Regions from separate parts of the Mus musculus genome. Here all the other regions are linked to region 4. Evidence: chromatin contacts called from public promoter capture Hi-C data. All regions are on one chromosome and are shown on one strand. Each heading gives the region's core, a stretch centred on a gene start, on an enhancer-like site or on the middle of the called end of the contact. The rest is flanking DNA. Distances are from core to core; before and after follow the strand shown.

Region 1 (5,807 bases), core at 3,008-5,507, 1.9 Mb before region 4:
AACACTTTCAAAACTTGAGGTAAATGATATCACTTCATGGGTTCTTTAAAATTACAAACAGGGACACTAAATGCAAACCTTTTGCAATCATCAGAATGCAAAGGAATAGTATAAAAACAATCTTTTAAATCTATAATAATTTTATGTGTATTTTTTGGAATGGCAGCTGGGCTTGGTAGACCAGGTTGTAGTGCCCCAAAAAGTTCCATAATTTCATTAACCTTTTGTAAATCTTGCAATAATCTCCACTTGCCTGATTTTTTTTCCTTAATTACAAATATCAGTGAGTTCCAGGGGGAACTGGAAGGTTCAACGTGGCCAGCTTGCAACTGCTCCTGCACTAGCTATTGAGCAGCCAGGATTTTTTCTGAAGACACCACTGATCAACCCATACAGGAACATCACTTTTCCAAGTGATTTTATCTGTATGGAATGCAGACTTGTCAATGGTCTATATAAAAAATACCCTAGACCTGTTCTTCCTTTTCTAGGGATAACTATAACGGGCTCTAATTTTCCCTGATTTTGCTTCCCTAACCCTTGGTTAGGTAAACAACCACAATCAAACATTTGTTGTGTAACTATTATTTGGACTGTATCAAAGGACTCCCATGTCCTTCATTATATCTCTCCCCGACAAATTAACAGGCAAATTTGAAACAATATAAGGTTGAAAATATCCTTGGTGACCTTTCTCGTCCTCCCAATGTAAGAGATCACTGCTTTACTCAGGACTCTGACTTTGCCCTGTCCCTTGCAATTGAGTAATGGTAGTTGTTTTAGACCCAATATCCAGGCCAATGAACAGAGGTTATTACAAATACATCTGCTCCTGTATCTAGCAGCCCTCTAGTTGTTCCATTTATTCTTAAGACTACTTCAGGTCTTTTATCGCTTAGACTCAATAAGAATCTGAAGAACCAAATCCTTTTGGCCCTCAAACATTAGATTTAACCTTATTTTTTGTCATAACCAATGGTATAAGGAGTAATTGAGCAATTCTCTGTCTCAGTTAAATGATAGAAATATGGGTAGGAGAAGAGGTCATAATTTTAATTTCCCTGGTATAATTTGCATCTATTTCATCTTTCTTCTTGCTTTCACTATCTGCATCTTCCAATATCTTACCTAATTTTATACGTCCATGTCTAGGATCTAAAGTATCTCTAACTAGGGCCCAAAGGCTAAAGGCATCTATGGGAATTTTTTTAGGGCCACGTTTTGTATAGTACCCTTTTTATCCCTTCTCCCACTTTCTCCCATGTCTGTAAATTTATCGTACCCTCCTCAGGGAACCAAGGACAGACTTCTATAAAAATCAGAAACTGGGTGATCTGCTTCTGACTTATTTTCGCTTCTCTGACCATTGGCATATTTTTAAGCAGATATACAAAAGACATTCTACCATGCCCTTGCCCCATTTTTATGGGGTTTACTCACCACTGGCCCAAATTTTCCTCTGTGAGCGCATCCTCTTCCCATGGTGTCCTTCGCTGTATCCTGTTTATTGGAGCTCCAATGTTGGGGCACCACCTGACTGAGCCAATTCAGTCAGTCAATAGGTTCTCCTGCACAAGAGTGAGGATTGAAAAGAGAGAGAGAGAGAGAGAGAGAGAATTAGTGCTGCAGCGTGACCCCAGTTAAGTCTGAGATTGAAGGCAAATTTAATTTTCCCAATCTGCTTTTATACCATTTTAATTACATGCAAGTGTTAAGGAGGAGTAGTAGTACAATGAGGGCTCAAGCAAGACAATAGTTAAGGACAAGCAAGACAATAAACACAAAGCCCCATGATCACTCTGGTGATCACTGTTTCTAAGGATGACCAAGATATCTGAGCCTACTTCTTTGTTCTACCCTAAAACCAAATTCTTACTTCCTTGTCCTTGGCCAATGTCAGGTCCCTGCCTGAGCTTACTTCTTTGTCATGCCCTAATGTCAGATTGCTGCCAAGGGGCCCATTTCCTTGTCCTTGGCCAATGTCATATTCCTGCCCATTTCCTTGTCCTTGGCCAATGTCAGATTCCTGCCAAGCACCCCCAAAGGCTCTCCATATCTCCCCCCTCTTAATTCATAAACAAGGCTGAGCCTGTCTTGGGTTGTTCTGACAACCTAATCGAGGGTCACCCTATTTCAGCTGGCTGTGTTTCCAGTTCTTTTGTTCTGCCGTCTTCTGCTCCCCAGAACACTTGGTGACTGGGATTTGCTAGCTCAAGCTTTCACACTCTTCTTTCTTGTTATTGGAAAGTCAACTACAGCAAGCCCTTGATGCTAAGCACCATGACTCCTGTTTCTCACTGGAGTGCCTTCTGAGTAGAGATGGAAGTAAGAATAAGGAGTTCCTCCGGATGCCCATTGTTGTGGGATAGCTCAGTTTGGTGATTTTGCTATTTGGGTAATTGAGGATAGTGAGACAATTCAGTGGATTGATTTTTACTATCAGCCATCAGTTAAAGCATCAACTCTATCTCTTGTTGATTCCATATCTCTTAGGCAATTCTATTGTGTTCAACACCAATGACATTAGTGCAGGTGACTTGTAATGGGGGAAACAAACGTTTAAATTTTTTTGTTGCAATTATCTATTATTGTGTGTGTGTACTCTGTGTGTGGGTGAATGTTTCCTGTGCGTGAATGGAAATCAGAGGACAACTTACAGGAGTCCGTCTTCTCCTTCCACCATGTAGGTCCCAGTAATTAAACTCAGGTCATTGGCCTTGGCAGCCCTTCCTTTGACCTGCCTGAGCCACCTCACCATCCTTAAAACAAATGTGTTCTAACCAAAAATGACATAACTATTTCCAAATCCAAATAGAACGTGGTTCTGGATTATATCCTGGATATGTTTCTACAAACGCGTTAAATTGCTTTCATGCTGTACTGTGTTCCATCTCCCCTTGCTAACCAGCATCCTTACTGGTCACCATCATCAATACCAGCCAATGCGTTTTGCTGAAGGGGAAGTTCACGGACCATGTTAGTGACAAACCACTCAGCACAGGTTATTTGTAGAACCTCCATTCTTAGTCTTGAGTCTCTGTGAGTCCAGAGAGCAATAAAACGTTGTGTACACTCATCTGCATGTCTTCCGCTGCTCCTTTAGGGCTTGTTTCTCCTTCCACAGGGTCAGAGCTGCCTAGATAAAGAACTGGAATTTGAGAAGCATGATTTTAATCTTCTGTCTTTGAAAATTAGTCAGAACCCAGTTAAATGTGGGCAAAGCTGTTCTGTTCTCTACAAAGGTTTTATACTAGTGCATGTCTTGCTTTTGAGATAATTAATTGCTAGAGCCACATCTTGACTTGAATTCGGAACCCTCAGGGCATCTTCAGGAAAAGCCCATCTCCAGAGCCAAGTAAGCCACCAGAATTCCCATTGTTCATCAAGTCTGCTGAAATGGCTGACCAGAGCTGAGTATTTGGGGATTCTATGTATATTCCTGAAGGAGCAGTGGTTTGGTCTGTGTAGAGGTGCTGAAGGAGACAGCCAGTGGAGAGCCAACTTAATTGTTTTCTATCACTGAGATGTGATAGATGGCCCGAGTTGTCTGAGGATTTCCACTCTACTGTGCTTCCTGGGGCTCCCAGCTTTGACACAATTCCCTTGTATTCTTTTTCCAGTACAGCTCAGTCATAACACTCCACCCCTTTCCCTGTTCTCCTGACCCACGGTGATGTTTTATTACAGGAGTGCTGAAAGAAAAAGTATCTGTCTACATTGTATCTCTTCACTTGGCTACAGGGATTTCCCTTTGGTATGGAAAGAATAATCTTACAAATTCCACTATAAAATATACAGGAGAGAGAACTAAGATTAAGCTCCAGGCATGCGAGCCGCCCTTGACACTTCCTTCAAATAATGAGCTGAAAGCGAGCTCTCCTTGACATCGCTCACATTCATGATCAATGATGATAAATTGTCTGAATTGTTGATGGTGTTACTCACCTTTGATTTAAAAAGTGTGGTTTAATTTTGTCTCTGTTCTTCAAGATCCTCAGACATAAGCAGTACTCAGCAGGTCCCTGGAACCATTAGCTGTGCCACACCCCCAAATTGCTCTTTCCCCCTTCTCTACCCTGAATATTTTTAGTGAGTAGCAGCTATCTCCTCTCTGGCACCCTGCCCTGCCTTCCTGCTTGCTCTGGTGGAATTGCTCTCATGGTGTTTGCAAAGAGGCTTGTCTGCTTGCTCAAGTGTCACTAAAGAAGAGGAGGTGGAGCCAGAAGAGCTTTAAAAAGGAGAGCAGAGTCTCTCTGGGTTCCAAAAGGAGAAGGGATTCCTATCTGTATATAGGGAAGGAATCCTATCTGCATATTTCGTTGTTAGCACCATCCCTCATCCCGGTGGGGCTTGGAACTTTCCATCAATTCTTTCCTGTCTCGTTTCTCTTTCATCCTTTGCCTGGTTGTGCCTGTCTCAGGGAGAAATCAGTCACCTGCAGGCCTTGCAGGGCTCTTAGGCTCTGGGAAATTTGTCATACGGGTGTCAGGTACTTCTTATTGCTGTCCAAAGGGAAAAAAAAAGTGAGACAAAGAACTCTCCCGGAGCCTTTCCGGCTGCACTCAGAGGCTCTCGAGAGGTGCAGAAGGACCTGGAAAGGCAGCTAAATAAAAGATGCCCTGGGGCCGAAGGCCAACCTGGCTGTTGCTCGCCTTCCTGCTGGTGTTTTTAAAGATTAGCATACTCAGCGTCACAGCATGGCAGACCGGGAACTGTCAGCCAGGTCCTCTCGAGAGAAGCGAGAGAAGCGGGACTTGTGCCGGTAAGTAATCCAAGAACAGGAGCCCACCCTGTCCGGGACAATGCCTCTAGGTGTCTGCTCGCTCTACCTTGTACACCTGCGCCTTTCCCCCCTGGTTTGTCGTTGGGTGTGCGTGTTTGCTTAAGTTGTGTGTTCTGAAGTGTGTGTGTTGGTTGATGCTACCAATTACGAAATGTCACCGTTCTCCACTGTTCTGTGCATGACAAAGCCTCACTTAAAACCAGCTGAATGTTTGTTTAACCTCAGTCTTGATTCTGGGGAGATAGTAACACCTAGCTGATCTGCTCTGTATTAGAAACTGGGGGAACATATGGTGGCAGCCGATCTTGTTGTTGAAAAGTCTTCCTTCTGGTTACTTCATAGCAGAAAATGGCAAAAGTCAATGAATGGGTTTTTTTTTTTTTAAACAAAACAAAAACAAAACCAACAAAGCCCAGTGTCAAGTTCAGCCTCTGATCTTCCCTACTCTGAAGCGTTGACCCCGCTCTTGGGTTCTTAGTAACAGGTGCACCGTGACTCTGCAAGCTGAGAAGTGACAAGGAGTAAATGAGCCTCCACTGGGCTCCTACAAACAGCGTTTTCTCCAAGAGGAATCAGGAATTGTTCTGATTGCACACTAGGGCACCTAACACTTGGAAACATTTTCTCACTGTTGATTCTTAACCTGGTGGGGCGGGGGCGGGGGTGGGGTGGGGGCGGGGCTGGGGGTTGGGGGTAGGGGATAGTCCCTAACCTGCTGCTTTGGCGAGGAAGCTACTTCATTTGTGCAAGGGTCCACACTGTCCTGGAAATCCTTTCTTGTCATTTTTTCACTCGTGTGTTTGAGACAGCGTCTCCCTCTGCAGCTCAGACTGTCCGGGGACATGCTGTGCTTCCCCCAGGGCTGGGATTACCTGTGCGTACCACCACGGTTCACTCATTTCTTATCCTCCTGCTCAGTTAAGATAGGGTCTGAGTTCCTAAACAAACAAACAAGCAAGCAAGCAAGCAAGCAAACAAATCAATAAAGTAGATTGACAAGGACATACTGTGTTTTCAGAAGAGA
Region 2 (6,424 bases), core at 1,639-4,138, 1.4 Mb before region 4:
GTCTGCCCTCTGGTGGTAGTATTGAGTAGTGAGTTAACCAAAAGAATTAACATAGGGGCAGGATTCCAAGGCAGCCTCAGCCATGTTTGGAGGGGTTCTGGGATTGGAAGTTTGTTTTATTTCTAAGTGCCCAGAACAAAGAAGAATATAGAAGATAATGTGACCTACATATAGTGCTTCCTGAAACTTTAAAGCAACTTAGAGATTAAATGTTATATACAAAGTTACGCCCTGGGAACACTTGAAAAGTTTGATTTCTAGGTAAGATTCCCACACATTAAATCGCACAGGACAGGGAGAGAGCAGAAACACTGGCAAGTCTCCAAAGACCAACCCCCCAGCACTGGCCAGGTAAGGGATGAGGAAAGACTGAGATAGCTCTCAGGGTGGGGGTGGGGGGCTGTCTCAGTGCTTCTGAAATTCCCATGCAGAGATCTTGTGAGCAAAACTTCCAAAGGGACAGCTTTCTATTTAAAAGATTTATGTTTTAAAAGTATTTGAAGAATAAAGACTTGCTCTCCTAAGTGAGTAACTTCTCCTATCTACTCATAACCACCTTGATCATTATTCAAAAGACTTCATGCCTGTTCTCTTCCTTAGCATGGCAAATTCGACCCACTAGCATTTAAGTTCAAGAACTGAGGAAGTGTCCACCTTTAAGACGGCTGAAAAATGGAAACAATACTTAATCATATGAAAATCAAACAGCACTGAAATATCAGTGTCTGGAAATGATGTTTTACTGCAAGAAAGTCACTGCTGTTTCTTGGATGGTGTTTGTGTGTGTGTGTGTGTGTGTGTGTGTGTGTGTGTGTGTGCTTATGTTATCTCATGCCATGGAAACACCAGGAGCAGTTATGGGAGGTTTGGGTGAAGGAAGACTGGCCTTTAAAGTACTCATCTTTTACAGATTTACTTGAAAAAATTCCAGTTCGCGAATGCAAAAACTTCCGACTTTTGGGATTCACTGCAAGAGGTGAGGAAGGCCTTGTCCGCTCAATTCCGAAGCAATTTACATTTTAATATCACTAATTATTTTTAATTTCCCCGCATTTACAAACTAATGGAGCTCCATTGTCCTCCCAACCACAGGCAAGCAATCTGCCAGTGAAAGAAGTGATGGACACCTGGACTAGCCAGATGGGTTATCCTGTGGTCACTGTGAGTGGAAGGCAGAACATCACCCAGAAACGCTTTCTGTTGGACTCCAAAGCTGATCCTTCGCAGCCACCGTCAGAGCTCGGGTAAAGATGACTCACTTTAAAAGAACAGGAGAAATTACTCAGCAGAAATACTGCTCGTACACTTAGGTCCTGCCTTCGTGGTATGATTGGCATGTGACAGTGTAAAGGTACAGCCTTTAGGCAACAGAGAGGTCAAGGCTAGCCAAGTGGCAGAACTGAGCGTTTGCCCACGTTTATCTTCTATGTGGACATGGACATCAAAGAATAAAAGAGTGGAAGCAGTGGAAAAAAATAAAGCCAGGTGTTGAACATGAGTGGGCGGGGCTGTGGGCAGTATGGAATGCTGGGAGAAAGGCTAAAGGGAAAATCATGGTCCAAAGGGAACTGGGAAAGATGTTGACAGATAATTACAGTGACCTCCCTAGGCAGGCTCTGCACTTACAGTGTGCAGTGCACAATAAAGAATACAGAGGATCTGAAAAATGGGTTGAGTAGTGAGCCCAGGCTGTGCCTTTCGGACCTACTCCTCCGCTTCATTCCCACCCATCACTCTTGCCCTCACTGTTAGAGAACTCTCAGAAGTCTGGCAGTGACAGCAGGCAGGAATCCAGATGGCTTGTTCCCCACCCCCTTCCAAATATACTAAAACAGTAGAGGACAGCCAAAGACTTCCACAGTGGAGGCTCCGGAGCAAAGCCATCCTTGCAAGGAGCATGGGCTGGGCTTCCCCTACGACTGCTCACGGGAGAGGCTTGTTTCCAAAACCTATCTTCCTCCTCTGTAGAAGGGGTAGCATCCAAGCCCTCAAGAGTAATCAATTCCGTTTTGAGAGATGATTTAGTTGGTAACAGACGTGCCATGAAAGCTTGAGGGTCCGAGTTTGCATCCCTAGAACCCATGTGAGGCCAGATAGAGCAGCACGCACTGGCAGCCCCAGTACCTCTATGGTAAGACGCATAGTGGCCTCAGGACATTCCCCAGAATCCTCAGCCCGTCTGCATACGCGAAAGTGGACAACAGAGAGACCTTGTCTCATATACGGTGGATGGTAAGGATCCTCTCACGTCCACACAAGTGGATATGCACACCCACACACAGATGCACACATCACACATGCAGACTCAGAACAACAACGTGATCAACTCAACTCTCCTTTCTTAAATATGAATAGACAGTGGAGAATTAGAAGACACATGAAAAATGGCTAAGCATGAAAGCTTAAACAATCCCAGGTGGACAAATGAAAAAGTCCCGACTCTACGGACATTAATCAGGAACCAAAAATGGGAAGAAAAAAAGGGGGGAAAGAAAGAAAGAGAAAATTATAAGAAATATTCAGACTTAAAAAAAAAAAGCTATGTGCTTATTGTACAAGACACAGTGCCTTCGAAAGGCAAATTGAGAACCCAGAAGGAAGACTAAAATTTTCAATGAAGTAAATTTGGGAGAAATTCTCCAAAAATGTAAAACTGACACAACGAGATGGTAACTATGAAGAAGGCAAACCTGAAAGCCTAGTGTCCGAAGAAGGGGTGAACAGCTAGGCACAGTGGCAGAGTCTGTGGGCGAGTGATAGGACCTGACCCAGTGTGGCAGGAGCTGGATCCTTGCCAGCTGGCAGGGATAGTGTGTGTAGCTTGTCCTTGGGTCCCATGGGTGTATCACATGGAAATGAACAAACTCTGTGAATTGACCTCTGTGAACTGAGAGCTGGTTGTGAAACCCTCAGTGGCTAGTGGCATGTCACAGAACGACAGTCACACCAAAAAAGGTGGGGCAAGACTCTCCCCTAGAGGTCCACGTGTGACCCAGGGAGAAGCTTGAGAATGATTTTATTTTGAAAATGTTTACTGTTAAAGGGAAACAGAAGTAGTAACATGAGGGAACTAGCCCGTGCCTCTCGTGGTTAAAGTAGAACATATTGGGTAATGTTAGTCAAGTTAAACTGGAGAGCCAGGCCAGAAGCTTGTGCCCAAGGAAGGGATGTGACAGCCTAGGGTTTTCAGCACCAGCTCTTCAAACTTTTTATTAATTATGAACTTATGTACAAATTGCCCAAGGCAAATTCCCCTGACCATTTAAGCAGCACTTCACTTTGAAATTTAATCAAATTATCTTATATATAAAACACATAAACTTATACATGGGACCAAGTTCATCTAAACACTTCTAATTAAAACTTTATTTCTAAGCCAGACAGTGGTGGCACACACCTTTAATCCCAGCACCCAGTGGGGACAAACAGACAGATTTCAAGAATTTGAGGCTAGCTTGGTCTACAGATTGAGTTCCAGGATAGCCAAGGCTATATATAAAGATATCTTGTCTCAAAAACAAAACAAACCAAAAAAACCCCAAAACTAGTAATTTCAAAGTATGAAGATTCAACTAAGATGTACAAATCTGTATCATCTACATTTTTATTTCTTGTATATTTTTATAAATCTAGTTAAAGCACAAATTATAGGGTCAGTGGCTTAGTGGGGGAGGGCACTGGCAGCCAAATCTGATGACCCACATGGAAACCACACAGATAGGAGAGGATCTTTGGATCTATTTTATGGGGGGGAAATGTGAAAATCGAGGCAGAAAGCGGTTATGCAACTCATTCAAGGTTGCTCAGAGAGGAAGTGATGGGACCTTCATTTGAATGCAGGCAGACTAGCTACAAGGCTGCATAGGAAGACTGGGGGGGTGGGCAAGGAAGGAGAGGGAGGGAAAGCCTGGGACAGGGATGCAAGCCACAATAGAGGGTGGAGACATTGGCTAGGATAGTGAGAAATCAAGGGACCGGAGGGAGAACACTGACAGATGACATTTGTATTTTCCCAAGTTCCCTCCAGTGACAACATGCGCATTGGATGTTACAGTGAGTAAGGCAGCAACATCCTCTGTCTTGCAAAACAACCTTCCACTAGGCAGGTTTCCCAGTAATTGTTTCCTCCTGTCATGGGTAGCCACTGATTTATTAAGCAAAGACAGCTCTTGCTTTGTTTGAGCTAGAGGGATTGGAGTAACAAACAAACAAACAAACCAGAAACAAACCTCCTGGTTTATCCATTCTGGTCTATACAGACCCTTCCCCTAAAAAAATTACAACTAAGTGAACCAAACACATCATTAAGAATAAAATCCCTTTTTGTTACCATAAATTTTTAAATTTTATTCAGCAAGAGATTACAGTTGTAGCATTGATACTTAATCTTTTTCTTAAGTTTTTAACCAGATATTGTATGCATCTTATTGTGATTCCTACAGGCATGAATTTTAGCCTCTAAAATTATCATAAAGTAGATTTATTTGTGTTGGATTTATAAAATAGAATTATATACTCACAGGAAAAGAAACAGAAAATCTGCTCTTTCTTCCTCACTGAGAACAATTTGTTACAAATCAATAGTAGCTGAACAAAGAAGCAAGAGATTTCCAAACGGAAACGAGTTTTCCTCATGTTTCTCCTTATCAAAATATTAGACAGCAATAAATACTTTCAGGCATCCTGCTATCTTGTATAATTAGCATATGTGAATAAGAATGTCTAAGCAGCACCTTCACCCACAGTGGGGTGGGTGGGACTGGCCCTTTCCTAGGCTAAGGCTTAGCCCTCCCTCTTCCAAGCTGCTCTTTTGTGCTCTCGGTTACACTGTGGGCTGACTGACCTCTTCTGAGTGTCTTTCTGTTTGCTTAATCCAAGATTAGGAGAAGCATAGAGCAGAAAGTTCTCTCATTCAGATGAACCCTATGTGAGTCATATTGTGGTCTCCGCCATCTCTTCAAATGTCTCATCTCTGTCTGTGGGATTTCTTCCTATCAGGACCCCGGGTGCCCATTCCACATTAAGAGACAGAAGATTGGGAGTAGGGGTGCCATCATAGAAGATTAAGTCAGTGTCAGCGGCAAAAATTAGACTGGCCATATTTAGCACTGATGGAGCCTGTAAGACAGTCAGAACACTAGTTACACCTTCAGGAACGACCCCTGATACTGCTGAATTTAGATAACATGTAACAGCCTTCATTTACTTGGCTCCTGCTCTTGGACATATTATGCTCCCAAATCTTTTTCTTTACTCAGCGGAGATTAGGTACAATATCAGGATTCTAAAATTAGAAGAGAGCAGTAGCGCCACTGCCTTCCTTCATTTTGACTTACGGCACTCTTAGACATCCCAGGATAGCGTGTTTTATATCTGTTTCCAGTAACACATCTTCTACCAGCCTTTAGTGTGGTAGAGTCCCAGGGAGGAGAACACCCTATATGAAGACTGTGCTCATAGATCATGAAGCCCCCAGCTGTTCCAGGTTGGGTCAGGCTGGCACTAGGGAAGATGGGGAAGCTCGACTGTTCTTCCGGTTAGCCCTGCACTAGCAGCACGGCAAGAATATAGAATGGGATTTGTTACAGTCTGCTTTGTTCCTCTTCTGAGAAGTCGTAGAGCTCCCTAAAAACGTACCTGGAGATGGCAAGTGAAGGAGGGAGCAGGGATGGGGGTGGGGGCACCTGCAGGAGTGCTGTACGAAGCGGGATCTGTAGAGACTCGCTGGCTGCCAACTACAGGGAAGCTCTGGAGCCTGCTCAGATGTACTTGGCAGATTAGGTAAGATAGGTTGTCACCACACCCATCCACCACGAAGGAAGAAGGGCCACATTCAGAGGAATAAGTTTCCTGGATCTTTGGGCTTTCAGGCTCCAGCAGCCTGAGGGCATCTGCCACGCAGCCAGTTTGGAAAGCATACCCAGTCAGGGAGGGGAGAGAAATGTAAGGAGGTGGCATTGGGTAAGCCTGAAGCATCCACAACAGTCACTGGAGAACCAAGGGAGCCACTGGTCTCCTGAACTATGTAGCTATTCTACTGGAGACAGGAGGGTGGCAAGTTCAAGACTTGCCTGGGCTGCAGAATGAGTTCAAAGCTAGCCTGGGAAGTCTAAAGGGGCTTTGTCTCAAAATAAAAAATTAAGTCGTAGCTCATTGTTAAAGGGCATCCTTGGCATGCTGGGGGTGGGGGAGGCTAGAATCAACCCTCTGATTTCACAAAACTGACACAAACAGTAGAACAAAATCGGCACCCCTTTCTCCTCCCCTGATGTGACTGAAATACTAAATAGCAAAGGAGGCCACTGAAATAAGCTTAGGGGGTGAGTTTCCCTTGCAGCACCGATGTCATGGCTGCAGTTAGTTACTAAGCGAACTTTAGAGACGAACACGTAATGCTTAGTGGGAAGGAAGGCAGAATTTCAGT
Region 3 (5,714 bases), core at 2,969-5,468, 1.9 Mb before region 4:
GGGTAGAAGTGCTTTGTTTCCATAACTTAAATAGAAGGAAGAAAAATTAGCATTACCTTTGAAGGATTTCAGACATTTGGGTTATTCGTGTTTTAATGGAGGTGTTAATAAGAGCACCCTCACCCATTGCTTAATGACAGATATGTTCTGAGGAATGCATGGTTGCATGCTTCTGTGGTGTACATTACACAAACACTCTTGTAGAACGTCGTCACTCCCTAAGGTCCCTTGGTGCAGTCGAGTAGTAAGATGGAGTCAGGTGAGATGGGGCAGGCTGCTCTAGGTACGCTTCCTTTGATGAGATGTACTGTAAAGTCGCAGTGTAAAGGAACAGAAGTGAATACACAAGCTGCAAACAGTTTTTAACTATCATGGAGCATTGTGTGCTGTACATAACTGTGTGCTTCACTTCTGTACGACTGGGCTTCTATATTCCCTCATTGCCATGAGCATGTGAGTAATGTCTTACTCTAATGTGCGGTGGTAGAATTTTCCCCCTCCATGGTGTGGGAGACTTATGCATGACAGACAGTTCACTATTTATTATATGACTGTATAAGACACCCCCTCCTCTTTTGGTTTTACAAGGCTTTCTCTGTATATCTGGCTGACCTGGAACTCTCTCTGTAGATGAGACTAGTCTCAACACACAGAGATCTGCCTGCCTCTGCCTCCCCAGCTCGGGGATTAAAGGTGTGCATCACCATCGCTTGGCAAGAATTTTTTTTTTAACTGAATTATAATTTTTAGCTATCAATGAGTAGTAATTTGATTATATGCCAAGAGGTGGTCGTATATGTACTTACTATGCAAGTTTATTCTTTTAGTTCCTTCAACAAGTTGTGCATGCAGTGATCTCTATGTACATGCTGTCACACATGCAAGCACACATGGAAAACAAATGTGAGAAATGGAAGAGGGGCTAGTCTTAGTGCCTTACTGCCCCACTGGGGAAATTGCAAGTTCTCTATTTTTATCCTTTAAAAGGTTTTGTAAAAATATAGTAGATGAATTTATATTTAATTTTTATGATTATAGGAATTGTAGAATCTTTACAGTTTATCAGAAAATGAGAGGCTATAATTAACATCTGTTTCCTTTTTAAGGTGGTTTTAGAGGAGGCAGAGGAGGAGGTGGGGGCTTCAGAGGAGGAAGAGGAGGTGGCGGATTCCGAGGTGAGTGTGACCAGAGATGTCTTTAAACAATTGGAACTGTAGCTTGATACTCTCTGTTGTTTATTTCCCTCCACCAGCAAGCATGGAGAACACTGATATTCTTGGCTTAGTTTATGGCTCTTTACTACACAACTCTTTATTGCTTTCTCTTAGTTCTTCAGCAGGTTCCTGTGTTGTGTTAGTAATTTGAAGCAAATGTATAATACAAATGGCAGTAGTGTTTGTTTGGTAATGTAAATGTACAGAGGATCACAGGAATCCCTGCTGATTTTAAGGTTCAAGTCTGGATACTAGCACTGTTGCAAACCCGCTTATTTTTTATTTTATTTTTTTATCAGGAAGGGGACATTAGCTGTCCAGTTGGCAGACCTGACCACTTGTGTTCCCGCTGCGTGGCCTGCTTCTGCTATGGTTGACGTCTGTGTCTGGAGCAGTCTTGAGGAGGCCATTCCGTCAGTGGAGCTGAGTCAGCAGCATCGCGTAGAAACAAGGGGAGCAGGGCAGTTAGCTCTGCTCAGAGAGGAGAACCCCGCTTTGTACAGAACCTGGCACTCTGTGGGTGCTTAGAGAAGACAGGACTTTTCATTTGAAGCATATTTGGATTTTTTAAATAAAATTTTTTATTTCCTTAACTTACGTTTATTGAACGGAACCTATTTTTTGAAGTTTGAAAGAAAGAGCAAAGCTTAAACCCATTGGGTTACAGATAGAAACTCTGGTGGTGGGTAGGGTAGGGTGACATTTGTCTAAAATATACAGTGATCCTACAAAGCAACAAAGGTGTCGTCCGTCCTCAGTGAAGTCAGCCTGTTGGAACAGTGCTTTAGAATTAGCATGGCCCCCGCCTTCGGACAGGGGCTCACCAGCTGTGTTTGCTGTGTTTCACTTTTGTGTTTTATAGGACACAGGATAAAGCTATTTCAGTTAGTAAGTATTTAACATTTTTTTATTACAAGTCCATTAAGATTTGAGTGGCTCTGTTCATGTGAAAACTATAGTCCAAGAAATTTAGGGGTAGAAATTTAAATGTGGGTTATTAAAAGTTTTCTGAAGAATTTTTTTTACATGGAAGACTGACATGTCTTCATTTTAAGTAAATATTTGACTACCTGTCACATGTTCCAGTTCCTGGCTAGGCATGTCCTAGATGAGATTGGCTTTGGCCTCCATCGCTGTCAAGAAATAAGCGCGGCCAGCTCAACATGGAACCGTGTGCCAGCTGGCACTGTTTCTCCCTCACTGGTTACTTCTCATGGATGGCTGCTGTGGCAGGAGTGACTGGTTCTTAAGTACTTGTTTTAGTAGCATGTAATTGTGCCTGTGCCTGAGTTCTCCCCACTTTTCTTAATGGAATCAGTGCTGTGATCTGGAGGCCAAAGTAAAGGCCTGGAGGCCAGAACAGGTGAGAGCTCACATCTCGGTCTGGGTCCACAGGTAGAAATGGCATGGACTGAAGAGTCGCTGAAGTTAGCTCTCAGTGACACTCGCACAGGCACACCTCCAATCCTTTCCAACTGTTCCACTACTAGGGACCAAGTGCTCAGACATGAGCCTAAGGGCACACTCTCATTCACACATGAGTTTGGGAAGGGCATTAGCGCCAAGGACCAGTGCAACCTTACTAAGGGCTGTTAAGGTGACAGAGGTGAAAGATTGTAGAAGTCGGTGTACAGACCACCTGGACATTGCACACTGATATCCCAGACTGACTTCAGATTCTGTGTAGCCATGGCTGACCTCGGCTGTTAGGGTTATATAGTGTGGTTTCCCTTTTACGCTACGTAACTAGTTAAACATTGCTGTGTCTCACTCCCCTGTGTCTCTGGGGTTTGGTTGAAAGATTTCAGTTCTAATCAAATTCAAGTCAATCCCACTACCCGAACTTTGAGGTACTGAGATTTACACAGTAGGCTCAGATTCCTGGTGTAAGTTCTTTTTAAGGTATTCACATTTTAGAACACTGGAGTACTGGTCAGGTAGGCCACCCTGTTCCCTAGACTGAAAACTGCAACTAAGAAGGCCTCTAGAGAACCCGTGATGAGCAGATACGCCCTCTAGTGGTTCTATTAGACTATACAGAAATTGTGACTTGAGCCTTGCTTTGAAGCTCTACTGTCTAAACTTGGGAATTATGATGTTAAAAGGTAGCCTAGGTTCCTCTTTATCCTAACTGTGCATGTTCACACTAGGTTTTTATGTGTCCATACGGACTATCAGGATTATCGTGGCCTTGCTAAGTTGAGTGGTTGACTAATGTGAGCTCGTGAATGTCAAAATACAGAATTAACCAAGGTGGCATAGAGCGTGGTGTATCCATGCTGTAGAACATTTAACACTTGGCTATTACAGCCGAACTGGGTTTTATGGGATGGTATTTAGGGGGAACAGGCTTCATCATGTGTGCGTTACAGACAGACATACTGGTTACATATAACAGATGACCTCATTTTTGTTTAAAAAGAAAGAAGTGGCAAGAACCTCAAACTCTTAGCTCAGGCAATATTGGTGTCATTCATCCAGGGATTTAGAAGTATGGGAGTTGATAGTGTTATTGCTAAGGAAAATACATGTTTGCGTGCGCGCGCGCGCGCACACACACACACACACACACACACACACACACACGGACCTGAGATGAAAAAAAACCAGTGTGTAATGTGTTAACAGTTGGATCTCTAGTACAAAGGTGCAGTCCCTCACCTGAATAGCTACAGAAGATAACGGAACAGCTCATTTCAGGGACTGCTTTTGGAGTTGGGTTTGCCTGTGGTTTTTTTGCTAGACTAGGATGTGTTTACTTGGTAATCTGCTTATAAATACAAGCCTGGACCTAAAGTGCTTAAGATGTGAGGCGGTTGGAATTTCTTTGTTTTACTAAGGAGATTTTTCTCTCATTCTAAGAATTAAAATCTTTTCCTCTTCAGCCCAATTATGTATTAATGGACAGTCTTTGTGAAAAGGCCTTTCTTTGAGGTCTACAAGCGGAAATGATTTGTTCTGAAAGAGCATTCTTGACCGATCACCATTGCTGAGGGCTGCTTCAAAGGTGGTCTTGACTTTCCAAAATGCTGAGTGAGGCTTCGGATTTTAACAGCTCGGGCTCTAGGAGCGAAGGTTCTGTCTTTTCAAGGACTGAGCACAGCGTCATAGCGGCTTACCTGATTGTGGCAGGTACGGGTGTTTATTCAGTGACCTGCTTCTCGGGTGGGAGAAGAACTGAGGTGGTGGGCACAAGGGTGCAGGATGCAGGCTAGCTCAAACATGGGGTGGGCTGGGGTTGTAACAATCAGAAAATGGACATGGGAAAATATGCTGCTTCCTGACGGAAGGTTTTTGAGCAAAGAGGGACAAGAAAACTTTGTATCAAATGAAGCTTTAAAATAAAACTTGTCCGTATATTTGGTTTTTACCTTAAATTCATGAGCAGAGTGTGCATCGTGGTTAAAAGCATGCTTTCTATCATTTATGACTCTCATGCATAATTTGCAGTTTTCTTGGTAGGAAATAGCTCACGATTAAAACGTACTAGAGGAAACGCTGAAGTTTAAAGCAAAAGATAGAGGCTGCAGATCTGGTGTGTAAGTTCAGCTCCTCCCGCAGGCAGCCACGGGAGGCGGCAGCTTTGAAAGTGGGCCCAAGGGATTTCAGCTTTTTACTCTTGCACGGTCTCCTTTGCAAAATGAAGATAAGAATCAGGGATCCACTGAGCTCCTTATGAAGAGTATATATAATCAAGGCCCCTAAGGGACATGGGTACAAGGTATGCTCTTGTTGATAAAATTATCAGATTGAGATGAAGGCTTGTTTGTTGAAAAGGAGAGAAATGACAGAAACTGTACCAGTGGCCGGTGTGACTTTTATAACCAGCAATTACTTGATCTCAAACTTCACAGAAGTGGCGAGTTTTAGTAACTGTTATGTTGGGTTCATTGCTTTTCGGATTGACATTTATGAAAAATTCAAGTGTGTTTCCAAAAACAGTGAGAAATATATCTCCATGTGTCTTCATAACTACTTATTTTTACCTCATAGTTGACGTGGGCTATAGATAACAATTTCCTTTTAATTTTAGTGGTACCGTAACTAGTTCATTTGAATACTTCTGGGTGGTAAGAGGCAAAAAGTGAGCCCCCAATTCCAGAATTACACTACACAGAGGCACTGTATACAAGTTTTGGCTCCATTAAATATGTGACAGGGGAAATCTAACATTAATCTGGCATTTTGAAGCCTGGAACAGGAGAATTGCTAAGGATTCCAGAGTCACCTGGGCTCCATAGGGAGACTGTCACAAACAAACAAACAAACAAACACTAAAACAACAACAACAATAAACAAACAAAAAAACTGGTCATGAGATTAGTATGGGAAGGAAATTTCCTAAGGAACTCTGGTAGCTGCGTTTTTGTTTTGTTTTCCTAGTTCATACAGATGAAGAGCTGAGCGGCTGCGTGGCTCTGAACAGAGGCCTTTTGTTAGGGCTGTCATGTGACTGCACCGGTCAGTTTTATTAGGAAACATCGGAGCATGCGTTCTCTG
Region 4 (6,447 bases), core at 3,683-6,182:
GATGCACTCATGAGGCAATGAGGTACCATAGATGTGGTGTCTCAGAATATTGTGTCAAGCTGATCAGCATATCCAGAGCCTTGGTTGCTTGCCGCTTTTTTTTACAGCTAGAGCATTTTCAATGTCTGTGCTCAGTACATTATGTACATTGAAGTACATATCGGAGTGTTATTGAATATGGGACTATGGGTCACCACGGGGCACAAAAGGAAAGCTTATTCCTCCTATCTAATGGTAACTTTGTTCCCTTTAAATAGCCTTCTCTTTGTTCAGGACACACCATTTGAATTGCTTCCTATCTGGGCTTAGTGGCACAGATACCTTTACAGTTGAGTGTGCACTGTCCTAAGAATGCTATCGGTCCTTTTTCTCCTCTTCTCTTCTCTTCTCTTCTCTTCTCTTCTCTTCTCTTCTCTTCTCTTCTCTTCTCTTCTCTTCTCTTCTCTTCTCTTCTCTTCTCTCCTCTCCTCTCCTCTCCTCTCCTCTCCTCTCCTCTCCTCTCCTCTCCTCTCCTCTCCTCTCCTCTCCTCTCCTCTCCTCTCCTCTCCTCTCCTCCCCTCCCCTCCCCTCCCCTCCCCTCTCCCCTCCCCGCCCCTCTCTTCTCCTCTCCTTTCCTTCTCTCCCTCTCTCCCCCTCCCCTCCCTGTCTCTTCCCCTTGAGTTTGATAGTTTTCTCATGCTTTCCCCTCCCCAACCCCACCCGAAATGACAACATTTCTACTGCCTGGAAAGAAATCAACAGACCACTGAGCAAAGGTAACACACCAGAGGAAAGAAAGTGAACAGAGGGTTTAATGAATTCCAAGAGTAGGGCAAATTGTCTTTGCAAGTGACTGGCTGTCTGGGATGGTTAATCTGCAACCCTGTCCCGCTCTTCTGTTTTGCTTTCTGTTGCTATGGTGGAAGCACGACTAAGAGCAGCTTGTGGAGGGAAGGGTTTATTTCACCTTACAGGTTACAGCGAACCATTGAAGGAAGTCAAGGCAGGAATTCAAGGCAGGAACTAGAGTAAAGAAAGACCCGAGGACTGCCACTTTCTGGCTTTCTTATGCTGACTTGCAGTTAATTTTCTTACATAGCCCAGGCCCACCTGCCCAGGGATGACATCACACACAGTGGACCAGATCCTCCATCGAGTAGAAACTGAGAAAATGCCGTATAGATTTGCCATAGCAATCTGATACAAGAGATTCAATGGTAAGTTTCTCTTTCCAAGAATGTGTAGGTTGCGTCAAGTTGACAACAGCTGGAGAGATGATGTGTCAAGTTGACAACAGCTGGAGAGATGAGCGAATGAATCAAGTGAAGGAGTATTAAAAGCTATAAAGGGGTAACAGTGCGATATAAAGTCATCTTTACAGCAACTGCGTAGGCCATGCTGTGCTACACTGGACTCTCTGTAAACAAGTAAACTGTTCCACTTAATTCCTGGGGAAACAGGCAAATATACTAGAAAAAAATTTCAGTTTGACATGTTGTGGTTGCCTAGGTAATAACAATCTTATATTTCCCACGGGCAAGTGGCTGATAGCTTTCTTTAGCTGTTACTCATATGGCTCAGAGAGTAAAAATAGCCCACTCTTCCCATAAAATGCACTTGAAAGTGTATGATCTGGGATTTAATCTGAATAATGTCTTGTGTAGATACTATTATTAGATTTGCAGCAAGATGTAATTCTCTGGGTCTCTAGGAAAAACAAATTCTTGGGAACAAAAGCATATCATTTGGGAAAAAAAACCAAATGTGTATCATAGAAAGAGACTATGGACATAGGACTCTGCCCATGCCTTGGTAAAAGTTTTTATTTTATTTTACTTTGGCCAAGAGAAGCATACTAGAATGTGCTTATTAAAGGGGAAGTTTCCTGAGAGTAGAGCTATCTGTCTGAGCTCAATGCCTCCTAGCCATCAGTAACGACCTACTGAAACATTAAATGACACTTCTCAAAGAATTAAGGAGCCTGTGACAGCCCGGTAGCATGCAGCAGCAGTCACAGCCCCCTGGAGGTAGATGCAGGAGAGACTTGAGTGCAGGCCAGTTGGTGTTCAGAAGCAAGGCCTTGTCTTGGAAAAGGAGGAGGAGGAGAAGGAATGAATGTTTAAGAGAAAATCAGACAGCATGTTCTAAAGGACTCATGCACTGAGCGAGCTAAGCTCTGGATGTCTTCACTAACCCGTCTGTGTGCATCTCCTGCTATTTGAGCTCTCACCGATCCAAGAGGCTTCCCTTTATTCTGCCCAATGGATCAGAGCATAGCTGTTGCACTCTCTGTATTAATGCAAGCATGCAAAGGAGAGACACAAATGTCTTAAGTCCACAGGGTTGGCAGGGAAGGTTAAGGTTCTCTGGGCTGCTACATATGATCCTAGAGTTGTTTTTTTTTTTTCTTTCTTTCTTTCTTTCTTTCTTTCTTTCTTTCTTTCTTTCTTTCTTTCTTTCTTTCTTTCTTTTTTTGGTTTTTCGAGACAGGGTTTCTCTGTATAGCCCTGGCTGTCCTGGAGCTCACTTTGTAGACCAGGCTGGCCTCGAACTCAGAAATCCGCCTGCCTCTGCCTCCCGAGTGCTGGGATTAAAGGCGTGCGCCACCACGCCCGGCGAGTTGGTTTTTCTTAAAGATCATTTATAGGGAACAATAGTCAAGAGAAAAATTCCAAAATTCAAATGAAATGTTGCCATTAGACAAAAAGAATGATAATGTATATAACCAGGAGCCAGTGCCACCCTGTTTGGAAAGAGGGAAGTGTCTAGTGAGAAAAGCTGGGAGGAGAAGAGAGAGTATTTGGTCATATTTACACACACACACCATTACACTCTCTTTCTTGTCCTCCCAGCCTTTCCCACTAAATGCTTTCCTCTTTCTGATTATGTACATACAATATTTATTGCTGTCATCGAAGATTTTAAAGACCTTTAAGACAGACATTAAGCCAGATTCTTTTTTTTTTCTAATTTGTGATGTCCAAAAGCATATTTTTCTTGTCTCTAGGGACGGTGTATGTTTGGCAGAAACCATTAAGAAGGATTTGTGAGATGCTGTTGTAAGAAAGAAACTAGGTTACATTACAAAGTGTAACAGACTGGGTATAAGAAAGGGTGTTTTTGTGAGACACTGAGTACACAGAGAGAGAGAGAGTGTGTGTGTTAGGTGTGAGCAAAAGGGACAAGCTTCTGCCTAGCCCAAACAAAACAAAACCACTTTTTAAAATAAGCCTGTAAGTCCCTGCCTATTTAATTCCTTGGCTGGGCCTAAAGACATTTTGGGTACTAGTCTTTTCTTTTTTTAAGGTTTATTTATTTTATGTATCTGAGTGCTCTATTGCATGTATACCTGCATACCAGGACAGGGCATTGGATTCCATTGCACATGGTGGTGAGCCACCATCTGATTGCTGGGGATAGGACTCAGGATCTCTGAAAGAACAGTCAGTACTGTTAACCGCTGAGCCATCTCTCCAGCCCCTGAAGGCATTTTAAAAGAGGCTTTCCCAAACGAGTTACTCGTCTCTGGGCCTATTTGTTAAATAGGAAATAATTTCCATCGACAGTCTGATATACCAGCTACACCATAACCTTTTCCTCAATGCACGGATTAAAGGAAAGCAAAACCATTCGTTGTTTTACTTTCATGCCCCCCAGTTTACCCTTATATGATGGGCTAGCAAGAAAAAAGAAAAAGAAACTCGATTTCTCTCTCTTACCAGTCGCTGAGAATTTTTAAACCATTTCTAGAAATGCACACTACGGCAGAGAGACCAGGAAATGAGCCCAGGGCTCCCACAAGCCACACACACTAGGAAGCAGAGAGAAATAGGCATGGTCACTCAGAGATGCTTAGGGAGAGGAGGCAAAAGGGGAGGAACAAGCGACAGAGAGCCTGCATTCCTTCCTAGGCACAAGCAGCCAACAGCACACCCAGGCACAGCTGAGCGCCCGCTGCAGCTGGTATGGAGGGATACTGTGTGTTTGGGTGGTCTTTCACACTCCCAGAACCTCTTACATGTGCCCACACCTTCATGCACACAGCTCCCTCTCATATGAGCTTCTTATTCTCAGTTGCCCTCTTCTGTATACCTACATCCTCACACAAACTTTCAACACCTATGATCTCCCACACTGTCCTGTCACAAAAGACTCTGGTATACAGTCTTCCACAATCTGTTGTGTACAGGCACACAATTAGACACAGGCTTTTATAATACTCTATCAGACAGGGTCTCATGCATCTAATGGTCTTTTTCATATAATCTCCTGTAAGCACTTGGTTACAGTCTGTTACAATGTTTCTTACACACACTTTCTCACAACACATAACTTCCTCCTCCTCCTCCTCCTTCTCTCTCTCTCTCTCTCTCTCTCTCACACACACACACACACACACACACTAAACACAACATCTAAGTGTGTGTATGTGTGTGTGTGTATAGTTACTCACACACAATCACACATGGGCTCTCACATGCATTAAAAACCTGTCAGATACAATCTCCCTCATGCACCTATGGCCGATTTCATACATAATCTCCCTCATGTAGTCTGTTACAGTGTTCCTCACCTCTGACACTCTCTCTCTTCCTCTCTCTCTGTCTTTTACACATACACACACACACACACACACACACACACACACACCACAGGATATCTGTCTGTTGTGTACAGATAGTTACAGATACACAATTTCACAGATGTCATATACTTTAATAGGTGTCAGACACATACAACCTCCCTCAGGAGCCTATGGCCTCATTCATAGTTTCATGCACTAACTGGAATAATGCTACACCTCCCTTGGTTCCGCCCCTCCCTGGCCCCGCCCCTCCCAGTACCCTGCCCAACCCACCAGGTCCCGCCTTCATTGGGCCGCGGTCCGCTATGGCCCCGCCCCTCCTCCCGCCCCCGCCCCCGGGGTTCCGCCCCCGAGCTGGGGGTGGGGCGAGCGGCTGACAGGAGGGGCGGGCGGCTCCTGCACTTCTGGCCCCCAGGCCGGCGGGCGCGCTTCTAAGGATTCCCGTGTGCGTCGGGAGTCCCGGTGTGGCCAGCGGCAGCCGTGCGGGCGGCCGGAGTCGGCGGTGGGATGTGCTCGGCCAGGAAGCTGCTGCGGGGCGGCGCCGGCAGCGCCGGCGGGGAGTGCGACGAGGACGGGGCGGCGCCGGCCGGGCGGGTTGAGGAGCCGGAGCACGGGGCGAGCCCGCGGCGCCGGCGGCCGCAGGACGAGGGCGAGCAGGTGAGCGCGGGCGCGCGGGCCGCGGGGTGGCGGCTGGGCACGCGGCGAGCGGTTGACGGGCGGGGCCGGGCTCGGTGGAAATGCCCTCCGGAGCCTCACCTCAAAACCACCCGGCAACTTGCGCTACGTGGGCGCGCCGTGCGCTCGAATTCCGAGCACTGCACGCGCCCTGGACGGGGTGGGCGGACGGCCCGCACAGAGGATCGGGAAGCACGGGTCGGTGCCTAGGTGACACCGGGACTCTCCCAGAGCAAGTTTCACAGCACCACCGAGCAGAGCTGAACTTCATTTTAGAAGTGGAAAGGAAAAAAAAAAAAAGAAAATTGCCTGCTGTGAGCACCAAAGGGAAGGAAGCTTTAGTAACAGACATAATAAGGAAACTGGGTACTTTTAAAGTTCTCAGAATTGGATATCATTGAGAAGACTAAGGGAAATTATAACATCAGATATCTGTAAGACTAGACTAGCAGTTGAATGTAAAGATGGAGTTCTACGTGGGACGATTTTTTTTTTTTTTTTTTTACAGGCAGTACAGTAATTAGCTACTCAAAAATCCCCCAGATACAAAGACCTTTAGAAATCACATAAGTAAGCCTAGACTTCTGGAATCATCAGTTAATAATACCTGTAACTTGTCCTCTAATATCACTAAGTACATTAATAACTAAATACATTAATAAAACCCATTACTTAAGAAACAAAAATAATGCTAATGTGGGCTTGATCACCGTGTAGACAGTAATTATTCATCTATGTGACAATATAGGAGCCAGTGACTGAAGCAAATAAATTGGTAGCTAGGAGATCTTGCTGGTGCCCTTGCGGGCGGTGTTCTTACCAAACTGTACCATGCATGTCTCAATAGAGAAGGTCTTGATTTCCTCTTACTCTTGCTCAACTGGAAAACACAGCCAGCAACTAAAACTCCCTTTCCAAAAGTAAATGTGCAAATGGTTGTAATGGCATATGTGAAATCCTTCCCTTAACCATCTCTGGACCTTAGCAATACAATGACATGGACAGCGCCAGGAACTCTAGTCTTACTGATATTGTTACTAGAACAAGGAAAGGGGATGAAACAAAAAATTAAATATACATTCTAGAGAATAGATACCCTATCACATGCCTGCTTCCTCTATTGTACTATGAAATTTCATTTTCCTGCCTGCTTCTGCATGTTGCTTGTGTCGTTGTAATTTTGCTACATACTTTACCTGTATACTCTT

Evidence for each region. Promoter capture Hi-C pulls out the DNA fragments that hold promoters and counts their contacts.
Region 1: a contact with region 4 is called in a promoter capture Hi-C map of embryonic stem cells, with 4 times the contacts expected there. The contact joins the promoter of Egf here to the promoter of Fam241a in region 4. A contact is called at or near these places in 5 of 39 promoter capture datasets (cranial neural crest, embryonic stem cells, hippocampal neurons and 2 more).
Region 2: a promoter capture Hi-C map of liver shows a contact between it and region 4, with 2.7 times the contacts expected there. The contact joins the enhancer-like site here to the promoter of Fam241a in region 4. A contact is called at or near these places in 4 of 39 promoter capture datasets (cranial neural crest, hippocampal neurons and liver).
Region 3: a promoter capture Hi-C map of pre-B cells shows a contact between it and region 4. The contact joins the promoter of Rrh here to the promoter of Fam241a in region 4. A contact is called at or near these places in 10 of 39 promoter capture datasets (3T3-L1-derived adipocytes, the C10 cell line, the HPC-7 cell line and 6 more), 1 of 484 Hi-C or Micro-C datasets (CD4 T cells), 1 of 115 datasets of contacts at active chromatin or transcription factors (astrocytes) and 2 of 9 other capture datasets (adipose tissue and liver).

The regions. Positions count from the first base shown.
Region 1 is chr3:129,753,772-129,759,578 of GRCm38.p6, reverse strand. Egf (epidermal growth factor) reads left to right here and starts at 4,257. Exons shown (of 24, transcript NM_010113.4): 1 at 4,257-4,762. The coding sequence starts at 4,615. It overlaps 6330410L21Rik (RIKEN cDNA 6330410L21 gene), which reads right to left. Exons shown (of 5, transcript NR_040589.1): 1 at 5,656-5,807; 2 at 3,946-5,117; 3 at 2,990-3,148; 4 at 1,441-1,568.
Region 2 is chr3:129,293,650-129,300,073 of GRCm38.p6, reverse strand. It overlaps Enpep (glutamyl aminopeptidase), which reads left to right. Exons shown (of 20, transcript NM_007934.3): 9 at 911-976; 10 at 1,093-1,244. Among named protein-coding and RNA genes, the nearest start is that of Enpep, 36 kb to the left of the region's middle. Within about 2 kb of position 2,888, at least 18 of the 459 cell types and tissues checked have an H3K27ac peak or open chromatin away from gene starts, as enhancers often do. A contact at or near this core is called in liver, where this site is marked.
Region 3 is chr3:129,821,009-129,826,722 of GRCm38.p6, reverse strand. Rrh (retinal pigment epithelium derived rhodopsin homolog) reads left to right here and starts at 4,218. Exons shown (of 7, transcript NM_009102.3): 1 at 4,218-4,346. The coding sequence starts at 4,241. Gar1 (GAR1 ribonucleoprotein) reads left to right here. Exons shown (of 7, transcript NM_026578.3): 6 at 1,107-1,175; 7 at 1,514-1,811. The coding sequence ends at 1,527.
Region 4 is chr3:127,894,808-127,901,254 of GRCm38.p6, reverse strand. Fam241a (family with sequence similarity 241, member A) reads left to right here and starts at 4,932. Exons shown (of 2, transcript NM_027482.3): 1 at 4,932-5,221. The coding sequence starts at 5,072.